Regions from separate parts of the Mus musculus genome. Here all the other regions are linked to region 3. The links are chromatin contacts, called in public Hi-C and HiChIP or PLAC-seq maps. All regions are on one chromosome and are shown on one strand. The core of a region is the stretch at or near the end of the contact, and the rest is flanking DNA. Distances in the headings are between cores, read along the strand shown.

Region 1 (4,030 bases), core at 558-3,057, 870 kb before region 3:
TCCAGTGGAAGTAGGGGTTGAATACTCAGGACTGAGGGTAGAAAGCAAACCTAGGCTGGTAACTTTTTTTTTCTTTTTCTTTTTAAATCACACACAAGAACATAATGGCTAAAAATCCCAGCGGCCTGGCTCTTGGTGTTTGTTTGTTTGCTTGTTTGTTTGTTAATTTTTGTATCAGGCTCTAGGCCTATCAGTTATTTCTGGCACTAGGAGCATAGCAATGTCCAGATATAGGTTTGGATATCTGGCAAAAAAAAAAAAAAGTGACACAGTCATAGACATTAAGTTGCAATTGTGCTCCTGTTAAAAAAGGAAAAAGTACAGGTGAGGACATCTGGGTGGGAGGTGTGGGTACAGCACACCGGCCTTGTGGGAAGGCCTGAGGCTGGAGGAAGCTTCAGGCTGGAGTGAGACAGAGGCCAAGAGGAAGCTGCACAAAGTCAGGCAAAGCTAAATGAACCATGGGGTGACCCAGGGGATAAGGTCTGGGGTCCGGTAGATCCAACTGGGCTGTGGGATCTCAGGCAAGTTGCTTCCCCACCCAGTCTCAGTGTTTCCACGCAGTAGAGTGTGCTGGACTGTCCCTACCCTGGTGTGGAGGGGAGGGTAGATAGAAAGGTACAGGCTAAGAACTTGAGACCTTAGGGCTGGGAATGTCGCTCAGTGGGTAGGGCAGTTGCCTAGCATGTTCAAGGCCCTGGGCACAGTCAGTTCCAGTTTACAGGCGGACACACACGGAGACATACCATATCATACACATTCATAGACACACATACATCACACACACACAGAGACATGCTATGCACACACACACACACACACACACACACAGACATACTATATCATACATATTCACAGACACACATACATCACACACACACACACACAGACATGACATGCACACACACACATACACACACACACATACCACACACAGAGACATACCATACACACACACTCAGATATACCATACACACGCACAGATACCACACATACACACACACACCACATACCATACAAAGGCCCAGACACACACCACAGAAACAGGCATACCATATACACGCACAGCGACACCACACACACATACAGACACACAAGAGAAAAACAGAAACCCAAGACTGTGCCTGGTATTCATCTAACAGTGATAAGTAGTCTCCCTGAAGTGAGCTGTTCTCAACTGGAAACTCCCTGACAGAGAAATACATCACTTTTAGGGAATCCTGATTTTTTTTTTAATTATTATATATATTGTCTGTGTGTTTATTCGTTGTATGTGTGTGCACACATGGATACCAGAGCATTGCTGTGATGGGAGGAACAGTTGGGATCATTTCTACCACACAGGTCCCGGGATCAAACTTAGGCCATGAGGTTTGGCAGCAAGCGCCTTCACCCACTGAACCATCTCCCTAGCTCCGAGCATCCTGACTCTAAGTCCTCTGGAGTCCTTCTTGGCTACAGTGTCCACTCACCCACAGTTCTGAACTCTTCTCAGGCTCCTGCCAACTTGTATGTTGTTCAGTTTGCAGTGGATTGGTGGCATGCTGTTGCTCTTAATGGCTTCTCTATACTGCCACCAAGTGGGGACCATGCTTTACCACATAAGCCCTCTGGGGAGATACTTCCTATTCAAGCTCTACCACCCACCCACTTTCACTCAGTGCCTCAGCCCTTAGCCGCAACTGCTGCTCTCCTTTCCGTCTGTCGTCCGTCCGTCCGTCCGTCTCTGCCTCTGTATCGCTCTCTCACTGCTCCCACAGATCTTCAAAGCCACACTGCCCTTTGCCGGCGGTCCTTCCCAGCTGATTAACAGGGAAATAATCTAGTATCCAGCATAATACCGCTACCAACACTCCCAGAAATGGGCTCTTCCCAAGACTCAAGGCTTCCCAAGATAACAGGCAATGACTTTCCCGGCCGTAAGCCCTGTTTGCCTGCAGTGCAACTTGCAGCCTTGTGCACATTGGCTCTAGCTCTCTCCTCACTTAGCCACCATGCCCTCAGTGCCACCTGCTCCTGGGCAATGTCTCCTAAGGGCTAAAGAGGGAGACTGAGCCGGGCATGGTGGCGCACGCCTTTAATCCCAGCACTTGGGAGGCAGAGAGAGGCGGATTTCTGAGTCCGAGGCCAGCCTGGTCTACAGAGTGAGTTCCAGGACAGCCAGGGGAACACAGAGAAACCCTGTCTTGAAAAATTATTTAAAAAAAAAAAAAAAAAAAGAGGGAGACTGAGTTATCAGCCATTAGAATGGAGCAGGGGTGGTGGTGGTAGTGGTAGGACAGACCTGGAGTAGGATGCAGACATGACCTTGATTCCTAGCTCTGTCACTCAGAGCTGTGTGGATTTAAGTCGCTCATCCCCCTCGGTTTCCTCACCTGTACTGAAGGCCTAATGATACCACCTGACAGGGGTCATGAAGGTTAGATAAAATGTGCGCACTCTGACTGTCTTAATCACAGCACTTGGGAGGCAAAGGTAGGTGGATCCCTGTGAGTTCTAGGCCAGTCAGGACTACATAGACTCCTGTCTCAAAAAGAAAAAAAAAAAGTATTGATAGCCCGTTGGATGCAACCATCTCCCATAGATTTTTTTTTTACTTCTCTCACAAGCCCTAGCCCTATTTTTTTAAAAAGATGTATTTATTTATTATATGTAAGTACGTACACTTTAGCTGTCTTCAGACACTTTTTCTTCTCGCTCTGGCCCCACTTGCTCCAGCCCCGGTCGCTCTGGCAGCCCAAAGATTGATTGATTTACTGATTGATTTTATGTAAGTACACTGTAGCTGTCTTCAGACACCCCAGAAGAAGAAGACACCACTTCAGATCTCATCAAGGATGGTTGTGAGCCACAATGTGGTTGCTGGGATTTGAACTCAGGACTTTTGGAAGAACAGTCAGTGCTCTTAACCACTGAGCCATCTCTCCAGCCCCCCTAGCCCTATTGTTTAACAAACTCCAAGGCCTTTTTCTTTGAACGTCCTGTAAGCAATCCCACATGAAACCAGTCCCAGTCTGTCCCTTACATCGGTCCCACATATATTGCTCCAGGAGCCCCTGAGCCTTCGACAGCCACTCCTTGGAGGAAACCCAGGAGGCTTTTGGGTACTTCCCTCCCTCTATCCTGCTCATGTCCTGACCACCTGCCCCAGGATTCCTCAGCTGGCTCTCCCACAAAAGGAAAACCCGGTGAAAACCCAGTGGTTGCAGGCTGCTCTCAGCCAACACGGCTTTCTTTGGGCTTCCTTCGGACCTCAGACAGTAAAGAGCTCTGTGCAGGTCATTCCAGCCTGAAGCCATCGAAAGGGTCCCAGCTTCTCGATGCTTTTGGCTCCTTCAGCAAGGTGTCCCTTTCCTCAGAGCTTGCTCTGTCAAGCCACTCCCACTCATTCATCAGACCCTGGACTCAGGGTCTCACTCTAGGAAAGCCTTTGACCCGGAGTGGCAGTAGGAATGGAGGAAAAGGTCCAGAAATCCCACCCTGTTCCTCCCCGGCCACTGGTATCCTATTGGTCCTCTTAGACACTGGGCTTTGGGAAGAGAGTCACTCTCTTGTTACCAGTTCTTGCCACATTAAAAAAAAAAAAAAAAAGAGTGTTGTATCTGGTACAGTATTTAGACAGCCTTACTTCCTTTTTTATTTTTGTGTTTTGAGACAATTTCACTATGGAGCCCCAGGATGGCTTCTAACTCCTGACTCTCCTACCTCTCTCTCCCAGGAGTTAGGATCACAAGCTCAGGCCACTTGGCCTGCCTACTTCCTACCTTTTCAGCATCCGCAAACAGGGCCTTACCTGGAAACTCCAGTCTAAGTGAATTCTACGCACCCCTCCCTCATTCTTTCTGAGACAGGGTTTCTCTGTATAGCCCTGGCCCTGGCTGTCCTGGAACTCACTTTTGTAGACCAGGCTGGCCTTGAACTCAGAAATCTGCCTGCCTCTGCCTCCTGAGTGCTGGGATTAAAGGCATGCGTCACCACCGCTCGGCTCCCTCCCTCATTTTTGTCAGCCACTTAGAGACTAGCCAGTGAC
Region 2 (4,032 bases), core at 377-2,876, 670 kb before region 3:
AGCTTTCTTATCTGCAAAGTGGGACACAATGTGCCTTTCCCTCCTGGATATGGGGTGTATCAGGTAACTTGGGAAGGAGGGCCTGCTGGCACTTAGAAGATTCTCCCCCACTCCCAATTCACTCAATTTTGGAAGCACATCCTTGGATACTACCCCAGCATCCTCTTTTAATGAGCAAGGACAAAGATTCTGATGATGTCACACTCTCTTATTGTTAAACCAAAAGGCAGAAAAATTTCCAAACTCATAAATGTGCTTAAAGTAAGGGAAAGACTGTGGAAGACACATCCCTCTTTCTTGCCTTCCAGGAAATGCCGACTTTTTGATATATATATATATATATATATATATATTTTTTTTTTAAGGAGTTTCAAAGGATCTGTTCCTTATGCGCAAAGTCAAACTGGAGAAGACATTGAGGTGTGAGCTGCAGCCACCCCAGCACCAGAACCTGAGTTGGCTCCCTCTAGTTTCAGTGGATTAGAGGTTTGGGGGTGGAGGGACACGCAGAGATAGGTTTAGTTGATGAGGTAGGAGGCACAAACAGTCCAAGGACCCTAGGAGAGGGTACTGTCAGGGGATGGGGTGTCTGATCGGGACACTGAGGGTTCCTAGGAAGCACTGGGTCCTGGGCACAGCCTACTTCTTCCATCCCAGGGCCCGTTGCCTCGGTGATTGGCGCTATGGAAACAAGAGAGGTTGGGGGGGGGGGTAGGGCCCTGGAGGCTCGGTTTCCGCCCTCGGCTACCGCTCCCCCACCCTCCTAATGCCGGCCAGGGTTTCGAAAAGGGACAAAGGAAGACCTAGGGGTTCCAGAGTTGGGAATGGCGGGAGAAGAGGCGGGGAAGGAGCTGTGCGGCTGTCCAGGGTGCTGAACTTCGGAACCCAGCTCAGGTGGGCTAGCAGGGAGTTTTCTCGTTCTCAAGTACTTGCCCCCGCTTTGCCTCGCCCACCTCACACAAAGATATCTCATGATTTGGGGGCGCGTGACCTTAATGCGGTTAGGTCTTGCCGAAGTCTGTTCTCTCTCTTTTCTGGGGCAGAGGCAGCTGCAGTCACCAGAGCACTTTGTCCCATCTCCACACCACAGATACCTCTATACACACTCCCAGCTCAGCTCTGCCCTGGTGTGGGTGGCTCCCAAGGCCCCTCCTCCGTCTTGTGGCACAAAGAGCCGCTTTTGCCTTGAGTCACACCCCCTAACCTTCCCCTCCACCCTCGGCGCTTCATGTCTTGATCTCCACTCTCAAGGGTTCTGCACCCCGTTTCTTTGCCACGGTTTTAGGAGATCCAGCACTCCATTCTCTCTCCTCTGATCTCACCACATCCAGATACCCACCCTGTCCCAAGGAGACTTGACCCAGCCGGCCCAACTCACGCGTGCCGTCAAAGCGGGTGGCGATGGTGTCCAGAAAGGTGTTTTGCGGGGCCAGCAACCCCTTCATGACCGGCATGGCCCCGGGTACGGATTCGAGGCGTTGCGCGGGCTGCGTTCAGCGCGGCCTGGCCGGAGGGGGCGCGCTACCGGCGGGGCCGGGGCGCCCCATGCGCCGGCCTGCCTCCTCCCCTCCTCTCGCCGCCGCTGCCTGTGTGCTCTGAACCTGTTAGTTCTAAGCTCTGCTCCGCAGCACTTCGAGAGCCGCCACCCCCACCCCGCCCCACCTCCCCACGGGTCAGGTTTTCCCCGGAGGGCTCGGCCCGCGCCCACCACGTGGCTCCGCACCGGGAGGGGCCGCCAGAGACACCCGAAGCCCTCCTCTGTGGCCCTCCTCCCAGAGGGGAGCGGCCCACGCGTGTCTCTTGGGGAGAGACTCGGAGACACGCCCACCATCCAGGCTTGAGGTGATGAAGTGGGACTGGAACGGTAGCCACGCCCTTCTTTCAGGGTGATCACGCCCCTACGCGTGGTTCCCTGGCTGCTCCAGTAGCTCCACCCCACGGGTTTCCCCGCGCGGCCCACGCTGCGACTGGTGTCTGGTTGACAGTGCCTCCTGCTGGAATTGGGATATTTTTCTTTCTTCCTTCCTTCCTTCCTTCCTTCCTTCCTTCCTTCCTTCCTTTCTTTCTTTCTTTCTTTCTTTCTTTCTTTCTTTCTTTTAAAAGGTTGTTTCATTTATATATTTTTGCATTTGTGTGTGTGTGTACATTTCTGTTCCAGTAGTGCAGATATGGAGGTCAGAGGCCAACTTTCTGAAGTCGGTTCTCTCACTTTGTGGGTCCCTAGGATGGAACTCAGTTCTTCAGTCTTGACAGCAAGATCTTTGTCCACTGAACCATCTTGCTGGCCCTGCTGTCTCTACTTTAGGATTTTACATTACTGTTGTAGGACTGCTACAGCAACGGGACACCGAATGTTGGCTTAAACGATTTTGGGATCTGGAAATCTGAGTTCAAGGTCAACTCAGGGCTGGATTCCTCTGAAGGCTGTGAAGAAGAGTCTCTTTCTTCCATACTCTCCCCTAGCTTCTCCCTTGGCTGGTGACCTGTGGCATTTCTTAGCTAGTGGGTACATTGCCCTGGTCTTTATTTCCATGTTCACGTGAGTTCTTCCTGTTTCTCCTAATCCCCTGTGTACCCTAATCCCCCCACCCCCACCCCGTTGTTGTTGTTGTTTTTTAAGAACACTACTTATACTGGATTACAGGTCTACCATACTCTGCTCCTGTCTCATTTTAGCTGACAACATTGGCAAGGTCACTTTCTAAATGCTGGGGGTGGGGTGGAGTGGGTTAATATTGCAGCGTGTGAATTTGGGGGAAGCACACTTCAACCTGCAATAGGCACCTTTGGCTGGAGCAGGAGACAAATCTTTGCCCATTCTCTGCTTAAAACCATCCCCAGACTTCTCATTCTATACAACAAGGTGTAACATCTGCTGCTCCTATGCAATGGCTGCACAAACTTACCCACCTCCTTCCCAGTGTGGCATTGCTCACACACCACGGTACAGTGGACCACACTATGGATGCTCTGGGAGGCTCCTCATGAAAGCTCAGATGCCTTGCTTCTTCTGCAGCCTTACATCCAGCCCTTGCCAGGTGGACTCTGTGCCCTTGTATTGGACCTCTCTGTGTAGGTCCCTATTATAAAACAGTGGGGGCTGAGGATGTAGCAGTCGATAGAGTGATTGCTTAATTAATATATATGAAGCTCCGGGATCAGTCCTCCAGCATTTGCATAAAGGAGGCGTGGTGGAGCACACTTGCAGTATCAACACCACCGGGGAAATAGAGGGTAGTAAGATCGGGTCATTTAAGTATAAGGTCATGCTGATCTTTCCAGGGCAACCGAGGATACCCTGTTTCTAAATAAATAAAGTAGGTAGTAGAACAACATGAGGGCACATCGGTACCTCATTTCCACCCTCCCAAATGTGTAGCACACACCCCAGGACTGCAAGGTTCCTTGCTGGATTCTTCCCGACCAAATAAGTATTTGCAATGAGAAACACAAGCTGCTTCCAGGCCCTAGACTCGTCACAATTCTCAAGATGCTTTCCCGCCCCCTGGAGGCCTGAACTTGACACACAGAAACATAGATTAGTCACACCAACAGAGAATCGTCTTTATTGCCATTTACCAAGAGACTGACAGCGGCGAGCAGAGGGGGAAGTTTGGATCAGGACAAGGATAGAAGATGGGTTCAGACTCCGGACCCTCCCCGGGGTGCTAAAGCGGTGGTAGTTACGGTCGGACAGCCGCGACCAGAGCAGGGATGTGGCTCTAGCTCTGCGCCTGCGCGGCGGCCCATGGTCAGGATGCCAGCTGCGTGGTTACCGTTGGCCTGAAGGAGGCGCTGCAGCCGTCCCTGGAGGCCTGGAGGTCCAGGCCGCCGCTTTCCCAGAGTCAGGATACCCGCAGCGTGGTTGCCAGCTCCGTGCAACAGTTCGTAGAGACGGCAGGAACACGTCTTCTGGCGACAGCAGTCGGGCAGAGGCTGTGCGTCCACCCCAAGCGACAGCAGCGCCGGCGGCAGCAGTAGCAGCAGCAGCAGCGTCACGGCGGCCCAGGGAACCTAAAGGGGGACAGAGAC
Region 3 (3,868 bases), core at 718-3,217:
AAATCTTTAAAACAAACAAACAAAAAAGAAATGAGACAGAAAATAGGCAACGATAATAATACCTGTAATGTCATACACATGCTTGCAATATCAATGTTCAGGAGGCTGAGGCAGAGGGATGGCAAGTTCAAGGCCAGCCTGAGCAACAACAAAAGAGCTTGACTCAAAAACAAAAGCGAACAGACAAAAACCTACTTCCCCCAACAAACCCTGGTGGTTGCTGTCTAGACTAGGAGGAAATATATAGATTTCAGAATAAATAGAATATCAAATACACACGACCCAGAGGACTCCCTAAAATAGTGACTGGAAAGAAGCCAAACACAGCTCCAGATATAACTCTGATGCTTGGGTGCACAGAGAGAATGCTCAGATGAAGGGAGAGCACAGGAGTAGACCACTCCTGCACACACACTCACCTTTATATCCTCCTTTGTGAGCCTAGGCCAGGCCACCTTCTCCTTCCATTTCCTCACAAAGCAAGTAATGGAGCGACCAGAACGCTTATCCTGGGAGTCCTGTCAGACAGATAGCCTTATTTTTAGGATAAACTTCCAGTCTCCTTGCTTGGCCAGCCTTTCTTGTTCAGATATGACTATCCTTACCCTGCCCTCACCTTGGAGTTCACCTTGGCATAGAATTCAATCTCGTTATACAGCTCCACTCCATCACCATTCCTGCAGCTAAAGTTACAGTAAAGAGACATAGGAAGTGACAGGATAAGTTCTTGAGACACCAGGAGGATAGGAACGGTTCTTGAGACCCCAGGCCAGTCCACAGGGGAAGACTACTACCTGAACACGACGCGGTGGTCCTCAATGAGCACACTGACGTCGGTGCTGTCCTCAACGCAAAACTCCATGAAAACATATTTGGGTCTGTCGTACCACAGAGTCCGGGCAGGCTGCCTGAAGAGGTTGGAGGTGGGGCTTGGTAGGGGTGGGCAAGACTGAAGGCAATATGGAAAGGTGGAGGGAGGAGACAGTAGAGTCGTACGTGGTGCCACTGAACCAGACAGAGGGGAGTAGTGGGAGTGGGCAGAGGTGGCGAGAATAAACCCAGAGAGCCAAGGGAAGTAAGGAGTTAGAAAATACGTTCAGATCTCACCACCCCCTCTCACCCACAGTCACAGAGACGTGGAGTCTGGGGTGCTGGTGGGCAGACTCAGCGGCTTCTACAAATGTGGGAGAGGAAATCTGCAGGAAAACGGACAGGGGAATATGTAGGACCTGTATGATGGCGGCCTGAAACTCACCGTTCCATGGTGACTCCAGCTGCCCCGTGGCTTTTGGAGTCCCAAGAAAAGGCCTCTATCTTTAGATTCTAGGAGGCTCCTAGCAGCTGCCTCTCCTTATATGGTAGGAGGAAGGGTTGCGAGGGAGGGAAAGAAAGTTGGCTTGACAGCAAGAGTGATTTGGACTCCAGAAGGACACCGGGAGCGTTTTCTACATCTCGGGGTCTCCAGAAATAAACATATCAGAAATACAATATCTACTCTCTATCCAGGGAAAGGGCTACTCTAGCCCCTATATGCAGGAAGTTACTTGTTCTCGGTTTCATTCACTTGTTCCTCCAACTCAAAGTGTCTAATTCACAAAATGCATTAAAGTCCCGAGGGGGCGGGCCCTCCCGAGATTGGAGGAGTGCAAGACCCGCCCACCACTCGTCCAGGCTTCCCTGCCAGAGCCCGTTGCCATGGCAGCAAGGGGGCGCCACTGACGTGCGGGCGGCGTTTCCGGGAAGATGGCGACGGTGGAAGTGGCTACGGAGCTAGGAACTGTGGTGACCGCTGTCGGGCCTAAGGCGAAGGACGAGGAAGAAGAAGAAGAGGAGGAGGAGTCGCTGCCACCATGCGAGACTGTGCGCTGGGCTCCCGTGGGGGCAGTGGCCGAGGCCGGTCCTGGGGCGGCGACGTTCTCGGAGGCGGCGGCAGCCGAAGAGCCTGGAGCGGCTCCGGGCTCTCCATCCGACGCGACTGTCCGCACGCTGAGGCGGCTGGAAGCCGAGCGGCGGCAGCTGGATTCGGCCCTGCTCGCGCTGTCCTCGCACTTCGCGCAGGTGCAGTTCCGTCTGCGCCAGGTAGTGCGCGGGGCGCCGGCGGAGCAGCAGCGTCTCCTGCGCGAGCTCGAAGACTTTGCCTTCCGCGGCTGTCCTCACGTCCTGGGTTACGAGGGGCTGGCAGACCCTTGTGGCGGTGACGAAAGCGATGTGCTGCCGGGGGACCGGCCACGGGTGCGGGGTGAGGACCAGGTGAGTGTCTGCCGCTAGTTCCGGATGCGGATGAAGATGATGCAGGCGGGGAGTTTGTGGGTGGTGATGCTGACACGGACCGAGGTAGAAAGGGTGAGGAGCGACCGAGCTGGAAGTACTATAGGCACGTGTATGCAAGATAGAGAGAAGAGTCAGGAAGATGCAGAAAGACATATGGCGAGCCTTAAAGAGTATTGAAAAGGCAGTTGGTAATGGAAGCCGTGCTGCCTCTGTCGACTTTGAGGTACTTGAGTGTGTATTTGTGTCACTCTCTCTACCCTGAAGTATATACCCTGAGCACTTATTGATAGAATGAACATTGGGAACGGGAGAAGTGTTAAGTGAAAGGGAAGTGAATTGGAATCCATGGAAATTGAAATTAATGCCCCGTGCTTTTTTTGGCATATAGATAGGCTGTGATCTTTATGCTGTCTTATCTCAGTGACGGCTTTGGTGAACAGACACCATCCCTTGGCAGTGGAAAGAAACACACCTGACTATAAGGATGTCCTGACAGTGTTTTCAGACTGCTCTGCCATCCTGGTTAATAACGGGGTTCTCTGAACGGGGCCTTCTGACTGACCAGTGCGTTCTTCAGTACACCGAAGAAGCAAGGAAATTCTGTAAACCACAACGCGGGAAGATTCCTTACAAACTTTGAACGTCTGGAAGCTGGAAGTTTTGAGACAGGCCGCCTTTTCCGCTTCCTGTTGTGCAGATTGCAGTCCACATGTGGCTTTCTTCCCACTCAAAATGGTTTAGCCAAGAAAACTTATTGGTAGGAGATAGTGACTTATGCTGATCTGAAGTGTTTCCAGTTCCTTCCTTCTCATACCCATATACCCTTGCACAAGGAGCAGTCAACCACAAGTCAACAGACTTAAAAAGTGGCCAGGCCCTGTCCAGTATTGAATGCCATGGAAGGTCCTGGGCAGAGATGGTACTGTCTCTATTTTTTATTGTCACTTTCAGAAAAAATTGTCAAGGTAATGACATAAAAAAATTGTCCTCGCTCTGCCAATTAAGCAGCTGTATTGTTAAGTACATTCTTTGGGCAAAATGATATATTTTTTCTGCTTTGGGGGGGGCAAAGGGAACAGTCTTGGGGGTGGCACCCAGGAAGTTGCATGTTGTAGACAAGCACTCTGTCACCAATTAAGCTATGTCCTCAGCTCTTGAAAATTATTATTATTGATTTTTTTTAAAAGACAGGCTCTCTGACCCAGAACTTGCTATAGAATCATCTTGAAGTTTTTTTGGGTTTTAGTGTGTGTGTGTGTGTGTGTGTGTGTGTGTGTAGGAGCACAGTGCTGGTGTCACAGCCTACTTGTGGAGGTCAGAGGACAGCTTTTAGGAGTTAGTTCTCTCCTTAGAATGTGAGTTCGAGACATCAAGCACAAGCCATCAGGCTTGGTGTTCCTAACCTTGAATTTCTCCTCATCCCACCTCCATCTTCTGGATACTGAGATTATAGGCAGGTGGACCAACCGGAGTTAGTCAGTGCTTGGGTTTGAACCCAGAACCTAGTACACTCGAGGCAGGCACACTACCAAGTTAGCTATCTCACCAGTCTCTCCCAATTACCTTCAACTTTATCTCAATGTGTACTGGACATTAA

Evidence for each region. Hi-C and Micro-C count contacts between places; a contact is called where the count stands out from the background. HiChIP or PLAC-seq counts read pairs in DNA pulled down with a chosen protein or histone mark.
Region 1: a contact with region 3 is called in a Hi-C map of B cells, with 5 read pairs. The contact joins the enhancer-like site here to the promoter of Ptges3l in region 3. A contact is called at or near these places in 1 of 39 promoter capture datasets (hippocampal neurons), 1 of 484 Hi-C or Micro-C datasets (B cells), 1 of 115 datasets of contacts at active chromatin or transcription factors (pancreatic cancer cells) and 1 of 9 other capture datasets (liver).
Region 2: a contact with region 3 is called in an HNF4G HiChIP or PLAC-seq map of pancreatic cancer cells. The contact joins the promoter of Kcnh4 here to the promoter of Ptges3l in region 3. A contact is called at or near these places in 1 of 39 promoter capture datasets (hippocampal neurons), 1 of 115 datasets of contacts at active chromatin or transcription factors (pancreatic cancer cells) and 2 of 9 other capture datasets (adipose tissue and liver).

What each region holds. Positions count from the first base shown.
Region 1 is chr11:100,554,179-100,558,208 of GRCm38.p6, forward strand. The region is part of intron 7 of Ttc25 (tetratricopeptide repeat domain 25); the gene reads left to right. Among named protein-coding and RNA genes, the nearest start is that of Ttc25, 11 kb to the left of the region's middle. Within about 2 kb of position 1,808, at least 30 of the 459 cell types and tissues checked have an H3K27ac peak or open chromatin away from gene starts, as enhancers often do. A contact at or near this core is called in B cells and pancreatic cancer cells, where this site is marked.
Region 2 is chr11:100,758,152-100,762,183 of GRCm38.p6, forward strand. Kcnh4 (potassium voltage-gated channel, subfamily H (eag-related), member 4) reads right to left here and starts at 1,627. Exons shown (of 17, transcript NM_001081194.2): 1 at 1,379-1,627. The coding sequence starts at 1,454. Hcrt (hypocretin) reads right to left here. Exons shown (of 2, transcript NM_010410.2): 2 at 3,542-4,014. The coding sequence ends at 3,643.
Region 3 is chr11:101,423,361-101,427,228 of GRCm38.p6, forward strand. It overlaps Ptges3l (prostaglandin E synthase 3 like), which reads right to left and starts at 1,968. Exons shown (of 7, transcript NM_001357574.1): 1 at 1,256-1,968; 2 at 795-908; 3 at 617-683; 4 at 420-518. The coding sequence starts at 1,263. It overlaps Rundc1 (RUN domain containing 1), which reads left to right and starts at 1,725. Exons shown (of 5, transcript NM_172566.4): 1 at 1,725-2,250. The coding sequence starts at 1,744.